Regions from separate parts of the Sus scrofa genome. Here region 2 is linked to region 1. The links are chromatin contacts, called in public promoter capture Hi-C maps. All regions are on one chromosome and are shown on one strand. Each heading gives the region's core, a stretch centred on a gene start, on an enhancer-like site or on the middle of the called end of the contact. The rest is flanking DNA. Distances are from core to core; before and after follow the strand shown.

Evidence for each region. Promoter capture Hi-C pulls out the DNA fragments that hold promoters and counts their contacts.
Region 2: a promoter capture Hi-C map of liver shows a contact between it and region 1, with 5 times the contacts expected there. The contact joins the promoter of LRP1 here to the promoter of RBMS2 in region 1. A contact is called at or near these places in 1 of 5 promoter capture datasets (liver) and 1 of 2 datasets of contacts at active chromatin or transcription factors (alveolar macrophages).

The regions. Positions count from the first base shown.
Region 1 is chr5:21,818,366-21,821,378 of Sscrofa11.1, reverse strand. It overlaps RBMS2 (RNA-binding motif, single-stranded-interacting protein 2), which reads right to left and starts at 1,527. Exons shown (of 17, transcript XM_021092894.1): 1 at 1,257-1,527. GLS2 (glutaminase liver isoform, mitochondrial) reads left to right here and starts at 1,378. Exons shown (of 18, transcript XM_003481629.4): 1 at 1,378-2,144. The coding sequence starts at 1,963.
Region 2 is chr5:22,434,117-22,437,129 of Sscrofa11.1, reverse strand. LRP1 (prolow-density lipoprotein receptor-related protein 1) reads right to left here and starts at 1,494. Exons shown (of 93, transcript XM_021091826.1): 1 at 862-1,494. The coding sequence starts at 928.

The DNA of each region.
Region 1 (3,013 bases), core at 278-2,777:
CTCAAAAAGCTTCAGAGAACTACCATTCCTATGAAACAAGGGTAAGATTAGCCTGCTACATTTGGAAAAATTAATGCTGGCCCAAGTATATACCAAGTATTAAGACTCAGAACTTTCTTAAGTCATGGGCAAAGCCAAAGACAGCCAGAGTAAGGTGGGGTCCCAGAATTAGTCTCACCTATAGGAGAATGGATTGTGCACATTAGCGAATGACTAGAGAAGGGAAAAACAAACAAAAGCAAAAAGTCACTCCACCTGATTTCAAATCAAATAAACCCTCCAACCCTAACCAAGCCAAAGGAGAACTCCCTCTCTACAGAACACACCAGAGAAAGATTTTGATTTTCTCACAGCTGCCCCTAGTACTCATTTATCTTATTTTTTTGGCCATGCAGGCCACATGCGGAAATTCCAGGGCCAGGGATCTAACCCAAGCCACAGTAGTAACAAAGAATCCTTAACCTCTAGGCCAAAAGGCAATTCCTTTTTTCCCCCCTTTGATGCTCATGTTAACCCAAAAACAAAACGAAAGGCAGCATTCTGTGATACTGCCAGCCTCTAGACAACTCTCAGTACTGTTGCTTCCACCTAAATGCCTCATTCAGAAACTAGCTCATTTCCTGGGATAATTCAATGGTTAATTTTGGGAAGTGCAGCATGATGGAGAGAGCCTTGTAGTCAGTGACTTGGATCTGATTCCTGGCCCTGGTACTTAGCTGGGTTTGTCTTATTCAAATAAGTCAATTTTGGAGTCTTAGTTTCCTCATCTTCAGAACGGGACTAATAACCTAATCTGCAGGTCTCCAGTAAGAAGAAGAGACAGACCAACCAAGTGGTTGATGCGCCATAATAGCTGTTATTTCAACGAGCTCCTACAAACTACAGATGCTGTGTGAGACAGTGTAAAGATAGAGGTGAATGCTCTCCTCGTTACCAATGATAAGATTCCTAAATGTGCTTAGTTTTCAAAATTCTTTTTGTCTATCTTTTCTGCCCGTGATGAATACAGCAAGCAATTAAAACAGCTAAAATTGACAGAGCACCAAACTGTTTATAAAATGTTTACAGGCTCAAGGTTAAGAATACCTAAGTTTTAAGCAGTCCCCAAATAACTGGTAGAAATAAAACGAGAAGCCAGGCAACCAAGCAACCCAGGGTGTCTTTTTTCGCGGCCTCCTGATTTCACTGAAGCGCTCGGGGGCGGGGGGGGCTGCTCCTGGTTGGGGTAATTTCCAGCCATCTGACTCCTCACTCACCAACACTGCGTGCTGGAGAATAGACGTTCGTTTGGCCTCCACGCCGCACTACGAGGCGGGTTATTGAGGGCGGGTTCTGGCCTTCGAATGTCGAAGGTCACTAAAAAGCCTCTTGAACAGAGCTCATGCTTCTCCAAGTGCAAAGAAGAACGCTTCTCCTCTCTCTCCGAGAACTCCATCGTCCTGACGCCACCGCGTCCTCGCCCTTCGAGCTGCCTCACCTCAGCTTTCCCGCCCTCAGCGGCTGCACGAGAGACCCGCCGCAGAGGGCGGGTGCGCGGAGGAATCCACCGGCTTTTGCGAACGGCACACCCCCTTGTTTTCATTGGGTAGCCTCATCTTTTCTCCGCCCCCAAGATTTTTGCTTCCTCAACGATTGGACACGAACACTGTCCATCCCAACTCTCAGGCACCGCCCCTTTCAAGCTAGCCTTTACAACCTTTTTGGTATTTTTCCATCTAGCTCACTCCTCACCGATTCCCTTTATCGGTGGGATTGAGTGCACCTGGCAGTGGCTGGAGCCTTGGAGGAACCAGTCCCTCCTCCTTCTTCAACGCCACTCACTGGGCGCCGCCTCCGCACCTCCCAAGCTCTGCACTCCCTCGCAGAACTACCCCCACCTGGTCCACGATTCCTCCGCCCCTCCCTCCAGCCACCGCTCAGACGCCCTGGGCGCTCTAGCCGAGCCGGCGGCGGTCTAGGGGGATGCGCTCTATGAAAGCTCTGCAGAATGCACTGAGCCGGGCCGGCAGTCACTGCCGGCAGAGAGGCTGGGGTCACCTGAGCCGGAGCCCTCTCCTTGGCGGGGGCGTCCGGCACCACCTCAGTGAGGCCGCGGCGCAGGGCAGGGAGACTCCGCACAGCCACCAGCCGCTGCACCAGGATCAGTAAGGCTTGCTGGGCAGGGTCAGGGGACAGGCTCGCTCCCACTCCCACTGTCGTTCTCACTAGTTTCTGAGTCCCCTTCCCCCAGAAGCGCATCGCATCTTCCTTCTCTCCTCGTTTATTGGCCTGCGATGCCTTTTCCTTTAGAATTGGGGCTTTGGGTCCGCCGCACTCGGGCGGTAACGTGCCGTCTGCCCGGGAGGGCGTTTGGGCAGGTCGGTCCTCGGAATGGTGCATGTCCAAGGTGCGTACTTAATTGGGAGCGCGGGGGGGGGGGGGCGCGGAGTGTTGCTTGGTGCACGTGTCTGAGGGCAGAGCCGTGTGCTCACCGCACCCCTCACCCTTCACTCCTCCCCGGTCCTCGAGTGTATTTTAGGGGATGCATGGATATGGAACAGCCTACCTCTAGTCCTGATGTTTTGGGGTCTGTGAGTGGTTTGTGTTTTGGTGTGTAATGTGTGATGCTTGTGTATTACTGGTGCGCAGGTGTGTGCGTATGTCGTTTGCGTACGTGTTGGGGGTGTGCGTTATCAGGGCTCCCTAATCTGTAGAATAAGGGTGGTTCTCCAATTGGTCTTTGAATAAGAAAAATCTTTTTCATTACAAATTTTTTATTATAGTTGATTTACAATGTTCTGTCAATTTCTGCTGTACACACAAAGTGACCTAGTCATACAGGAAAATCTTTATAATGGGGGAAAAAAAATCATAAGACGCAGATTTCCCAAACCAGAGCGGATCAGAGTCCTTATATATGCTGCTCAGGCTCCCTGATTTAAAGAGTGCGCTTCCCTTGTGCTCTTACTCTGCGGGAGAGGCTGCAACTCTCTCCCCGACCACCCAGCAACACTTGGTGGCTGAGTCTCTTTGA
Region 2 (3,013 bases), core at 245-2,744, 620 kb before region 1:
CATTCCAAAATGTGATCAAGCCAGAAGTCAGGGAGCAGGCAACCTTCCTCTACCCTCCCACCTCAGCATTCCAGGCCATTCTCCAGCCCCCTTCCCCAAGGATGACATCTGACATTTTTCATCTCAAAGCTCCCAGGAATTGAGAAATTCAAAGTCATACAGCTTCGTCTGCCCCCACCCTATGCCCCCCAACACGGCCCTTGCCAGGCTACTGACAGAGGCCCTGAGAAGGGGAAGTGCCCATTTCCGCGGAACCCAGGCTGGCAGCCTGCTGGATCCTGGACCCAGGCCTCCTAGCCTGGTCTCCAAGGGCCCAGATTCCACACCCAAGCAGGGGGCCTTCTCTTGGCCCTCCCTCTCCCCACCCACAGCCTTCTCCAGGGCCTGTCTGCTCTCAGCAGGGCACCCCTGACCTGGCTCCCCCTTTCAGATTCAGAGGGCACTGCAAAAGGACCCCCGCCCCCTTTTGCAACCAGTACATTGTAAATCCGGATTCCTTTACAATTCAGATGGGGGGTTGGGGGGTGGAGGACGTAGAAGAGGCGCAGGCCCTCCCCGACCAGAGATAGGAAGAGAAGGCCTCTAGATCCCAGGATCAGAAAAAGGGGATCCCTCTTCTCCCTTCCTAGGCCTCTGGTCTTTGTTTGGGCTGGGGGGTCCCTGAAGCATCATTTGTCAGGGCCCCCATTCTCCAAATTGGACCCCCCCATCCCCACCCCCAGTTGGGCCGCTGCTGTGTCAGCTGGACTGGGATAACAAAAGGCACCCCCTCCCGCGTCTCCCTTCCCCTCCGAACGCTGGAGTGGGGGCTGGGGAGTGGGTGTCCCCAGGGGTCCAAGGGGGCCGCGGGATCTCACTCACCATCGATAGCGGCAGCGACCAGAGCTGAGAGCAGGGGCAGCAACAGCAGCGGCGGCGGGGTCAGCATGGTGTGGGCTGATGCAAGCAGCAGCCCTCTCCCCTCTGGTCCTGTTACTTCTCGCCGTCGCCCCCCCCAATTGGGGGGTCCCCCTTTTTCCTCCTTCCTCCCTTCTCCTCCTCTATTCTTATCCTATCCTTCAGCACAGCGCACCAGGGGCGTGGGTGACGAGGTAAGTTCGGAGCCCCCTTGGGAAGGGCTTGCAGACCAGCTGCACCCCCAGCCCCCCAATCCAAACCCTTCACCCCTGCTGTTCTCCTCGTTCCTCTTTTCCCCCTCTCCCCGGGCGAAGCTCACAGCCCCATCTCCGAGCCGCCTCCGGCTGCAAAAATGCACAATTGGGAGGAGGCGGGGTAGGGGGGTGGGGGCGTGGACCGGGTGGGGGAGCCTTTGGAAGGGGCCTGATGGAGCTCTGGGGGCTCCCCTGGTTTCCGCCTCCTCAGTGCACGGGCCTGGAGCTCGCACCACTGTTACCCGGACTGAGGTGTCGCGGGGCGGGCTGAGGGGGGAGAGGGAGGGGACCAGGAGAGGAGGGAGGGAGAGAAGGGGCGGGGAAAGAAAAAGGGGGGGGGAAGAGCTACGCGGCAGTCCTGTGAGTGCGCATGCGCTGATTTGGCGCGCTGCCCTGGGGAGGGGGAGTCAGAGAGGCGACCAGATTTGGATCTCTGGCTAGCGGTCCTAGAGCGGGGGTCCCGGCCCTGCTGGCTAGTTTTGGGCCTGGAGCGCCTTTTTCCTTGACTGGGGCTTGGTCCCTTGCGCTGCAGAACTGAAGAGGCGAGGGGGGTTGAACAGGGGGCGAGGAGCCCTGAGCGGCTTCTCTTTGAAACTCGGTGTCTTGCCCTAGGATCAGGCCCGGTCTGGGGATCCAAGACCCAGAGGTCTGGGTCGAGGCCCGAGCTCCACGAGAAAGCCCGACTGTGCCTCCGCTGCCCGGGGTGGGGGCGGGGGCCGCCAGTCCGCTGGGAAGATACGGGGAGAGGCTGAGCTTTGATTTGGAGACTTTGTAAGACCGGGACCAGGATTGGGGCCTGCGGCGGAGGGGGGCGGGTTGGGGGAGGGGCCGAGAAGTCCCGCCCTCACCTCGCTCTAGGGCTTGGAGTAAACAGGGACACCCGCGGGGACACGCCGGAGCTTGTCCGCTCGCCTAGGGCTTGGGGATGGAGCCCACCTTAGTACCCGCCCCGCCCTGCTCTCCTGGCACCGGGCGCGGGAGGGGCAGTCCCTGGTTTGGAGGGAGGTGAGTCACTAGCGGGTGGGGTTGAGGAAGGGCCACCCCTCTTAGCCCCAAGAGGTCTGGGCTCATTTATTTTTTTGTTTGGTGTTTTGTTTTTTATACCTTCTGACTGGCTTCCTACCAAGTCGGGGTTTTAGATTCCAAGCAGCAGGGATTTGGAATAAGATGAGGGACTCTAGACCTCTGTCTCCAGGCCTTGAGTTCTAAGGAGGTGTCTGCAGAGTGCCAGACCTTTGTCCTGGCCTAAGTCCCTATGGGAATGCTGCTTTGAGTCCACTGGGCGCCGGGCGGTTCCCAGAGCCCGGCGAATGTGCCTCTGGCCACTGCCCCCTTCTGGGTGGTGTTTTGAGGCTGTACCATGGATGTCTGACTTTCTGGTGTCGACGAAGTCAGAGTTCAGGGAGAAGGCAGGCAACGTCGGCTGCCGGAAACTGACGTTTGAAATGAGGGAGGGTTGCACCACCCTTCTCCCTTTTAAAATTCAAGAAAAGGCCCCAAATCCTCACTCCAGTCTGGCCTTGGCAGAAAGCAGAGCAGCGTGGAGTGTTTGTTGATGGCAGTGAGAGCAAGAGAGGAATCCAGAAGAAGCTAGACCTTTCCTCCAAACTACAACTTCCACCAGGCTGGCTTTGCTCAGGGCCAAGGCCACCTGCCTGTAGACTCTCCCAGGCTGGAAACCTCAGACTTTTTGCCAGCTGGGCCTTTCCTATAGCCAGTCCTGCAAAGCCTGTGCTTGAGATTTGTCATTTTTTTCCCCTTTGAAATGGAGCTCAGAGTTCTTCCATTTCCACTGCCCCTGAGGGTTTCTCTGGGGAGGGGTGGGGTCTTAGCCTTTCATTCCAGGACTCATGGGGTAACAG